Regions from separate parts of the Zea mays genome. Here all the other regions are linked to region 2. The links are chromatin contacts, called in public Hi-C maps. All regions are on one chromosome and are shown on one strand. Each heading gives the region's core, a stretch centred on a gene start, on an enhancer-like site or on the middle of the called end of the contact. The rest is flanking DNA. Distances are from core to core; before and after follow the strand shown.

The links. Hi-C and Micro-C count contacts between places; a contact is called where the count stands out from the background.
Region 1: a Hi-C map of bundle sheath shows a contact between it and region 2, with 1.7 times the contacts expected there. The contact joins the promoter of LOC100381968 here to the promoter of LOC100285278 in region 2. A contact is called at or near these places in 4 of 25 Hi-C or Micro-C datasets (bundle sheath, ear, leaf and 1 more).
Region 3: a Hi-C map of ear shows a contact between it and region 2, with 3 times the contacts expected there. The contact joins the promoter of LOC109942738 here to the promoter of LOC100285278 in region 2. A contact is called at or near these places in 2 of 25 Hi-C or Micro-C datasets (ear and leaf).

What each region holds. Positions count from the first base shown.
Region 1 is chr1:5,566,887-5,570,267 of Zm-B73-REFERENCE-NAM-5.0, reverse strand. It overlaps LOC100381968 (putative CBL-interacting protein kinase family protein), which reads left to right and starts at 1,974. Exons shown (of 14, transcript NM_001174740.1): 1 at 1,974-2,291; 2 at 3,199-3,261; 3 at 3,341-3,381. The coding sequence starts at 2,112.
Region 2 is chr1:5,769,013-5,772,327 of Zm-B73-REFERENCE-NAM-5.0, reverse strand. It overlaps LOC100285278, which reads right to left and starts at 2,017. Exons shown (of 4, transcript NM_001367218.1): 1 at 1,094-2,017; 2 at 801-933; 3 at 592-676. The coding sequence starts at 1,893.
Region 3 is chr1:5,972,382-5,976,030 of Zm-B73-REFERENCE-NAM-5.0, reverse strand. It overlaps LOC109942738 (cytochrome c oxidase assembly protein COX19), which reads right to left and starts at 1,988. Exons shown (of 5, transcript XM_020544959.2): 1 at 1,673-1,988; 2 at 932-1,015; 3 at 730-818; 4 at 550-647. The coding sequence starts at 941.

The sequences.
Region 1 (3,381 bases), core at 725-3,224, 200 kb after region 2:
ATAATTGTGCTAACACTTAACAAGTTTTTGTGGCTATAAGTTTAAGTTTTACAGGATCACCTATTCACCCCCCTCTAGGTGCTCTCAAGCAGGCCCCTACCTGGCGCGCCAAATGTCGGCGTTTCGACCCCGGGGGGTCCCTGGACCGACGAGTAAAATTGTCGCTGCGTGTCCTAGCCCAGATGGGTTGGCGCGAGATGGAACACAAGGGGAAAAACACGGCTCGTGTTATCCCGCGCCAGGGGGATGCGCTCGTAGTAGGGGTTACAAACGTTCGCGGGGGAGAGAGAGCGAGCCTGTTGGTCAGCCCGTCCTCCCGCGCGACCCTCTCGCATGAGGGCCCTGAACCTTCCTTTTATAGATGCAAGGAGAGGGTCCAGGTGTACAATGGGGGTGTAGCTATGCGCTAACATGTCCGGCAGAGAGGTGCCTGAGCCCTGTGTACATGCCAACGTGGCTGTCGGAGAGGTGCTAGAGCCCTGTGTGCGCGGTATCGTGGCCGTCGGAGGAGCGCTTGAGCCCTGTAGAAGCACAGCTGTCGGGGCTGCTGGGATCTTGCTGACGTCTCCTTGCTTCCGTAGGGGGCTGAGAACCACCGTCGTCATGGACGCACGCGGGGAGCCATCATTACTTGTTACCGGGGCGAGCCTGGATGGGACACCGGTCTTGTTCCCCGTAGCCTGAGCTAGCTAGGGGTAGGGTAATGATGTATCCCCCCGTGGCGTGGTCGGTCCGAGCCCAAGGTCAGGCAAGGCGGAGACTTCTCCTGAGGCCGAGGCCGGGGTCGGGCGAGGACGCGATTCCTCCCGAGGTCGAGGTTGAGGCTGAGCCCTGGGGTCGGGCGAGGTGGAGTCCTCATTCCGAGGCCGAGGTTGAGGCCGAGCCCTGGGGGCGGGCGAGGCGGAGACCACCTTCCGAGGCCGAAGCGGGGGCCGAGCCCTATGGTCGGGCGAGGCGGAGACCTCCTCCTGAGGCCGAGGCCCAAGGTCGGGCGAGGCGGAGCTTCCTGTTGCGCCTGAGGCTGAACTTGGCTGTTGCCAGCCTCAATCTGACGGGTGGAACAACAGTCGGAGCGGGGCGAGTAGCGCTGTTTTCCTGTCATGTCGATCAGTGGAAGGGCGAAGTGACTGTGGTCACTTCGACCTTGCCGACTGAGGCACGTGTGTCAGGATAAGGCGTCAGGCGATCCTCGCATTGAATGCGCCTGCGATACGGTCGGTTGGTGAGGCGATTTGGCCAAGGTTGCTTCACAACGAAGCCTGCCCGAGCTGGGGTTCGGGCGAGTCGAGAAAGCGTCCATTGCTTGAAGAAGCCCTCGGGCGAGGCGAGAATTTGTCTGGGACTACTGTTCCCGCCCGAGGCTGGGCTCGGGTGGGGCGAGATCGCGTTCCTTGAGCAGACGAAGTCTTGACCTGAATCGTGTTCATCAGTCTCTGCAGCTTGTGCTGATGGTGGTTACCAGCCGTATTTAGGAGTGTTGGGAGTACCCCTAATTACGGTACCCGACATTTGTGTTATATCTACCAACATGTTTGTTGTTCTAAGTAAAATGAACATAGTCACATGGTATTTGTTTAGAGTAACGGTATCTGGCGGATACAGGCACAATCATGGAATTTTACTCGTAACCTATCGCAGGTATAAGTACCAAGTAGAGGCATGCATATCCTGGTGAACGAAGAATTGGCTTACCTATGGTACCCGATCCGCTGTAATTTTAGTGCTTGTTCAGTTATTCTTATCCAATATCGATTTGATGATATTGAAAAAAAAATTATGAAAGATTTTAACTTGTTTAAGATTAAAACTCACCTAATCTTATTCTAATACATATAAATTAAGAGCAAAACGATTCTTAAACGTTACGGACTTACGGTTACGGTACTGACCGGACCGGCTCACCAGCGCAAGCGACACCCAGCGCCGCGGCTCTATAAAGCCGCAGGCGCGCGGAGCGGAGGTCGCGAGAGCAAAATTCACTGCTCCCTGCCCGTCGAACCAGCCGAGCAAGCCAACGCAAACCCAGCGAGCCGCGGCACCTCGTCGCGCGCGCCTTGCCTGTCCGCTTCTTCGTCCGATCGTCCGCCGGTCCGAGCCGAGCCCCCCGAAGTATGGCGGAGCCCGCGGCGGCGGGGAGGAAGACGCGGGTGGGGCCGTACGAGGTCGGCAAGACCATCGGGGAGGGCAGCTTCGCCAAGGTGAAGCACGCCCACGACTCCCGCACGGGCGCCGTCCGCGCTATCAAGGTGCTCGACCGCAGCCACGTTCTCCGCCACAAGATGGTCGAGCAGGTCCATCCCTCTCCTCGCTCCGTGCCTGGAATCCTTCCCCCCTTTCTCTCCCCTTCGCAGACCGCTGGAATCAATTTAGCCTCGGGGGAATTTAAAAATCCTGGAGCTGCCACAGGAAGATCTCTCTGTAATTTATAATTTGTTCGCATGTCAGTCACGTGTGATGGTCGAAGAATATCCTTTGACGTCTCTGTCGTGGCCGAGAGGATTGTCTGTGACGAGACATCATGCGTCTGATCGAGTGCCCAGCTTTGCTTAAGCTTTTGATTGGTGTGGAGAATTAGATAGGATGGGACGGGGCGAAGCTAGGATCTGAAATTAGGGGACCAAATTGGGGTCTGTTAGAAGCATTTTTTTATCATTTACATGAGAATTAGCTAAAGAAACTAACAGTCCCTATAGAATTAGGGGAGTATTAGGGGGGACATTGGCCCCTGTGCCCCCCCCCCCCCCCCCCCCTCCCTGCGGTCGCCCCTGCCCACAAGGAAGAACTATACGCTCCCAGTGTTCCTTTTTTTAGATTGAGATTGAAGACATGGAGTAATGAAGATCGGGTTAATATTTTCCGATGCAATTTTACTGAATGAACAAAAATCTCTTCATCGACCCATCCTCATTTCTTTAGACATTGAAGACAGGGAATATTGAAGAGCTAATTCCAATACAATCTTCATCAACCCTTCCTCATTTTTTTTTAAGATTGAAGACAGGGAGAGTATTGAAGAGCTAATATTTCCCAATACAGTTTACTGAATGAGAGAAAAAAACCCTCTTTATCAGCCCTTAATTTGTGTGGTGAAATATCAATATGCTAACATTAGATGTCTGCTGTCAAGTTGCTTCAACAGTTCCATTTACTGTTTAGCCTCACTTTGGAAAGTGAATGCACCTCTTCTTGTTCTTCCAGATCAAACGGGAGATTTCGACTTTGAAGCTAATCAAACATCCCAACGTGGTTCAGCTGCATGAGGTATAATATTTTTGTGAGACGTGATGATGCATGTTTCATTAACTTTTGATGATTCCATCATTTTGTGTGCATTTGATAGGTTATGGCGAGTAGGACGAAGATATACATGGTTCTTGAATT
Region 2 (3,315 bases), core at 768-3,267:
GTTTAATAGGTTCCTCTCACGAATTAACCACAGCTTATGCAACTAACTTTATAATTAACTTATGCTTTGTCCTTCTAATAAGACATGCAAAATCCATACTACAGTTTAATTAGTCCGGGATCGAGACACTACCTAACATCGTATCGATCGGCAGAGGAACCACATTACTTTTATCTGGAGACTGGAGGGAAGGGTGCGAGATTAAACAAAAGCACGAGCAAATCTTGGTTCCCAGAAGATGGTTAGCACATCTTCCTAGGCTCCAGTAGCAGTACATGCTAACGACTACCGGTATCGCGCGAGGGGATCGCATAGAAAATCAGCCAACCACCAAGCCGGCTGTCTCCAAATGCCAACACGAGCTCACCCACGATTCAGGCTTTCACAAACCGTGGGCACACGAACTGGGCCGGACAAGCCAGCATGTCAATATTGGAGTTGCTTCTGCTAACTTATTGCTTATCCAAGACTTGTACCTAGCATTCTAGCATGCTACAACTCATAGTGCCCAGCACACCGCCGGCCGGACGTTGACGAACACAGCGAGGAAGAAGCAGGTGTGCAGGTGAGTGAGATGATGAGACGACGCACCGTCACGCAGCTGCGCCTGCTGCTCCATGGCCTGCAGCCGGAACTTGAGCTCGTTGTTCTGCGTCGCGATCCCCGCGGAGTCCCGCTGTGAGGACAAAATAAGAAGAAGAAGTTGTGATCGAGTCGCACACGCACGAACGATGATACGGAGGATTTCGCTGCAATTCAAAGTGCATTAGAGATTAGCGTAGGGGAGAGTAGCTAGGTACCTGAAGAAGCGTGAGCTGGGCGGAGAGAGTGGTGGCCTCCGTCTGCAGGATCTGCACCTTGTGCTCCAGCTCGCCAATGTATCGCATCTTGCGCTCCTTGGACCGCGCCGCCGACTGCCTGTTGGCCAGCACCCTAGCAAGCGACGAACCGCACCGCAGCTCGATCAGTCCGAAGCTAAACATTTTGCCAGTTCGACGGGTCCAAAGAAGTAGCAAGAACAATGGGAGGGAGCCACGCCCACGCGCGGGGGTCCCAAAGATTTAAGATGAGTGGCATCGGGTAGCGGTCTTACCTCTTGACGCGCTTGGGGTCGGCGAGCGCCATCTCGGCCAGCTTCTCGTCGGCCATGATCTTCTTCATCTCGACCGGCGAAAACTCGCCGGTGCCGAACTCGAGGCTGAACCTGTTGGGTCCCGGAATGACGCCGCTAGCGGCGCCCGTCGCGCCGGCGGAGAAGTTGAGCTTGCCGATGAGGCTATCCATGGACAGGCTCCTGGCGTGGCGCGCCACGGGCGCAGCGGCGGCCCTCTTGAGCCCCTCCCGCCTGTCGGCAGCGGCGGCGCAGAGGCGGATCCCGGCGCGGCTGTCGGCGGCGCACTCCTCCGACTCGTTCTCGCTGCTGTCGGCGCCGTTGGTCCTCATGCTGCTGCCGCGGCTGTCCCCGTCGTCGAGGCGGTCGTCGGAGGAGTTGAGCCCGTCCAGCCCCTCCAGGTTGAGGTACGCGTTGAACAGGTCGTCGTCGCCGCCGCCGCCGCCGCCGGCGGGGAGGTGGCCGCCCCAGCCGGCCTCCACCTTGGGCGGCGGGAGCTGGTGGTGGCCCGCCGGCGGGAAGTAGCCGAACGGGACGTCGCTGCGGGAGCGCCGGTGCGCCTTGCGCGGGCCAGCCGCGGGGTCGACGGCCTCCATGCACACGTCCCCGCGCTGCTGGGCCGCGAACGCCTGCGGCAGCGGCGGCAGCCCCGGCGGCCTGGTCAGCCTATTGGCGCTGCCCTGCTCGGGCACGAACGCCGCCATCGGCAGCGACATCCCCAGCGTTTGCTGCACCATGGCGGCCGCGGCCGCGGCCGCGTGCGCGTCGCCGACGCCGTTCATGCTGCGGCGCGCGCGGCCTGGCTGCACTGCACCCGCCGCTCGAGGGAGCTCGAGTGCTTGCTTAGCCCCACGCGCTCGCGGACGAGGCTTCGGCGTCGGCGGAGCAGCGCGTGCGCTGGTTCTGGCTGCGGACACTGCGGGCGACGCACGCAGACGCAGACGCAGCGCGGCGGCGGTGGCACGGAATGGGATGCGGGGCCGGCTCGACTGGGTCGCGCGGGCGCTTTTAAGGGTATTAAATTTAATCGGCGTTTGGTGACGGGCGGGCGGACGGGCTGAGGCGGTGGGGTTGCCGTGCCGGCCCAAGCTATTCCTTCGTCGCGCGCGGCTCGGCGTGCCGTGCCCCCCCTTGGTGCGCTCGCTAGGCGCCACTCGACGGACCTGCGCTGCGCGTGCCGCGTTCGGCAGCCTAGCACACCGCCGCATGGTGCCAGTTTGGGGGCGGGCCGGGCAAGAACGCCACGCCGTGCGCGCACATACTCCAGCAGTATGTGCACATCGACCTCGTGCATGCTGTCGTCCTCTTGCAGTAGAGTATTGTCAGGACGTGGTGCATGCATTCATGCCCGGTTTGAACATTCTGTACGTGCGACGTACGAGTCTCGCTGCGCGTACAGTACAGTGCACGAAACATCCCCTCCCTCCGCTGGACCTGACGGTGGCTAGCTACTCCAGTCCAGGCTGTACAAACTGTAGCAGCCAGCAGCCTGTGCCGCTTCAGTTTTCTTGTCGTTTCCTGGCACGATGTGGTGCATGAATAACACTGTTTTCTGCGATGCCGACCACAGTATAGGTAGCAGGAGGGAACATCGGGATTGTAAGACGCAATTTGTAGGCATTTTTTCCATCTCGCTCGACAAAACTAGACTGGGAAATTTTAGAGCTAGTTTGGAAGTCCAAATAACGGAGGAGATTTGGAGGAGCTAAAATTCACTTCTTATTCAATTTTGAATAAGGAGGGGGATTTTAGCCCTCGAATACCCTCCGGTTTTGTGGCTTCTAAACTAGCCCTTAAAGAACGATTTTAGCTCACTTAGTTTTTTTTTTGGGCGGGGAGGGGGATTTTTTTAACAAAAAAAACTGAAAAACCGTGGGAGGCAACAAAGCTACCAAATATTGTTGAATGTGTTTCTTGCCTAGCCAGACAAATGGCAACTGGCAGTTAGATGAATACCTTTCGTTTCCGTCTAGAAGACCTGATTGCACATAAGTTTATGATTGTTTGCAGTAATCTCGTCTCCTTCCGGGAGGAAAAAAAAGGGACGCATGCAAAGGTAAAAGGCTACATCTATTTAAAATAATTTATAATGCGCGATTTTCTTTAGTCCCACGACTGCAGGTCATGTGTTCTCCGATACGGAGACCTCGGCTTTAACTTTGTTGGTTGATCGATTGATGGGAGTATGAGTATCAGGTGCGGTG
Region 3 (3,649 bases), core at 739-3,238, 200 kb before region 2:
TGGTTACCACACATAATCACCAAACACCGGTCTCGACTCTCGATGTGGCACATTGCATATGTGTTGTGCCCGAGGATGCAAACAACTGAGTGTGCCAGGAGGCCCAATTTGTTTGCTGCAGACTACTGTAGAAATGGCCCTTGCTTCACTCAACTCAAAATGGATCATAACATGATGTAGCTTGGGGAGCATGTTCACTAAATCTTGAATTATTAAGTGCCCAAAAGAGACATACAGTATTTGCTAACAAAAAAAAGGATGCTGAAAGGATTTGAGTGTAGGAAAGAGAATTAGTTTCAACCAAAAGGCCAACTATCTAGAAACTTGGATAGTTACCGATATTTTGGCTTCACTTCATACATATTAATATGTTTCTATAGCTTCCTTTGGTCATTAATTTTGTAGAATGTAGCATGCTAAGCGCAAAAGCTAAATTACCCCTAGGTTTAGAAAATATATATAAGCCAAAAATGAGGTTATGTGCCTATATCAGGAAACTTTTACAGATATGAAATTAGCATATAGACAATATGAACTAAGCATGCCAACCTCTCCATTCGACATTCCAGATACTTCTTTGAGAACTGTCGACATTTTTCAGATTGAAACCCTGTAGATTTCAGGCAGGCAAGATAGTCTTTCTTCTCCTGTTTGAATAGTTACTGTCACTAATACAAAAAGTGTACAGCAGCAGTGGTAACTGATAGAATTCTTCAGCCTTAGCCTTACCAAGTCGCACTCATGTAAGTGGTCCAATGGGAATACACCTTTTTCAGGGGGTACAGGCCTCAGCCCCCTATTTCCACCAAAAGCACCACCTGTGAAAACTCACAAAGTTATTCAGATCTGTGTAAAAAATATAAATTAAAATAGTAAATTTTAAATAGAAAACAATTTTAAGAGGTTAAACCCTAAAGCCAGTGCACCTTACCGGCACTCATTTCCGAAAAAGTTCAGACAAATGCCTTCAGGAATAAAGTCGGATCTCTAACAGTTGCGCCCACAATGCTCAGCACTGCAACAGCATAATCAGGTCAGCGATGCCAGTAGCATTCATACAGTTCATTTGGCAAGCACTTTATAATCGGTAAATGCAGTGTAAAAATCGATCGATCGAAACCTCGACTTGGTAATCAGTAAATATCATGTTTATACCTATTCAAACAAACTGCCGGATGATCATACAACATTTTAGTGTACTACAAGAATAGCAACAAGTATCACAAAGCCAAACTATAGAATAGCCAATATAAGCATTGTGTGCTTATGTAGTTTGCAAGTTGCAACAGAAAACAACCACCGGATGCATGAAGTTACGAAGATGTATTTGAATAAGAGTGGCCAATTAACCGGCAAGGGTGTACCAGGAGCTCAGAACATACAGATGCATCTAGACGTGGATCTAGAAAACTAGCATGTGGCTTTTGGTGGCATGAGTGCATCGGCGGAGCTGGTGAATTTTCTTGAGCATCCAAATCACCCACATACCCAGGGGCGAAGCCAGAATTTGAGTTTGAGGGGGTAAATCAGATTGAGGGGGGGCTATTAAGAGGTATTTTATATTATTTACATGGTAATTAGCTAAAAAAGTAGTAGCTCTTATGGAATTTGGGGAGGATTAGGGGGGACGTTGCACCCCTGTGCCCCTCCCTGGAATCGCCCCTGCACATACCAAGCCCGATCCCGAGCTCCTGCGGACCTGGCCGCTGGTGCCTTGCCCACACCGCAACGGAGATGCCGGCACGCCGCTCGGCGCTTACGGCTGGCCGGCCAGGCGGGCAGCCGCCCACCCCAGTGCGCCCGGCGCCTCCCAACCGGACACGGACAGCCCCTAGGTCGCTGCCTGCTGGATTGATGCGGCGGCAGACGGCGTGGAGAGGGACGGACGGCGGTCGGTCGGATTGCGGTGCAGCCGCCGAGTCGGGGTCGGCCGTAGTGACGGGTCGTGGCCTCACGTGAGTCGGCCGAATTTTTTTGTATTTTAGTTTTTCTTATAAAAAGTTTACGTTTAGGTTTTAAACCTATGCTCTGCGTCATAGGTTATGACACCGAGTTGCGAGATAGATAACAGGACAACCCATGTGGCAAACTAGCTCGGCATCACGAATCTTGGTGCCGAGCTAGTATTTATGCTCGGGCTCATCTTCTTTCTCCATTCTCTCCTTCCCTTCCTCTCATGCCCGACTAGCCGCTGCCGCCCGTCGACCGGCCGGCGCACCCACCCCACGCCCACCCACCGCCGCACTGCCCACCCGACCTGTCGTCGGACTGTCGCCGTGTCCCACGCACCGCCACTGTAAGTAAAGAGTACTAGAATAGGGCAGCGCCCTATCGAACGCTACAGTTATTGTAGCACAATCGTATACTAAAAAATCGTTCGAGTGGCAGATCTTGCGGTGATGCAAGCTACATATCTACGATAGTCAAGTTCACAGTTACAAAATATAATATAAATCAAAGTCGTTATAGGTTACTGGTTACATAAATGTATGAGCATCACGATTTGCAGCCTTGTAGCATGAATATAGAAGGACCAAAATAATATACGACGTGATCCGCAAACGCAAAATACACAAGAGCGGGTTGTGGTTGTGCAGGCATTGACTACGGCTAGACCTAGTGGGTAACATCACGCACTGGCTAAACATCAGGGAGGAAAGACTTAATCCATAATCAGAGACGGGAAGTGTAGACGTGGCATGAACATCTTTAAAGTCTCCACCACGACACAGCGCTAACCTGCGACACATCGTGAACAAACAAAATTAGTTACGAGTCAAAAAATGCAGGAACAACACGCATATGAACTATCTTACATTTTAAATCTTATGACTATATGACTATATGGCTGTACCTATTGGAAGCCTAGTCTTGATACAAGTCTATGATATAAGTTGTTGGTTACCAAATATAATATACTACAAAAGCACTCCCTGTAACTTATGAAGGGTATGACTTCATTGATAATCCTCGGCAACCTTTTGAATACCAAACACGATATTAAAAGGAGAACTGCAACTTCCTGATAAAGAGCGTTTACAAGCACGAGGACCGCAAAGGTCAAGGAATTCCCAGATAAATATAGGTGCTTCAATTTCATAGTGTTTTTTCTGTGGCAGTACCATTCAGTTTGTTACTTCAGAGGTCTAGTATAGCTAAAGCTGCAAGCATACCAACCTCAGATGGTACATGTCCAGAAAGCCCATACTTCTTGGTAGCAATAAAGTTCATATACCAAAGGATGTGAATTTAATCGGTAAGTATTGATAACATCTATTGACGATAAAAGTGGAAACAAAACAAGCTTCTACTGCCTACTGGGTATTGGGGACTCAAGAACCCTCGTGGTTGACTATGTTAAAAAGAATCTTCTTGGGGTAAATCTCTAATTGTGTAATGCCTACATATCCTTTATTCAGTAGTAATTATGATGTTCAATTATGCTCATCTTTTCAAAAAAATGCTCAACGCCTAAGTCACATGCCAGGCAACATACTCTTACTGCTGCAAAACAAGTATCAAAGGGTGCGACATGACTGGGCGGTGTGTATATTGGTGGTAGGATATGCTGGTAATCTGTAACTGAAAGGGAAATGTGCCCTTGGGCCATTTCTAAGTATTTTGGTGATTTAGTGTCCAACACAAGTGC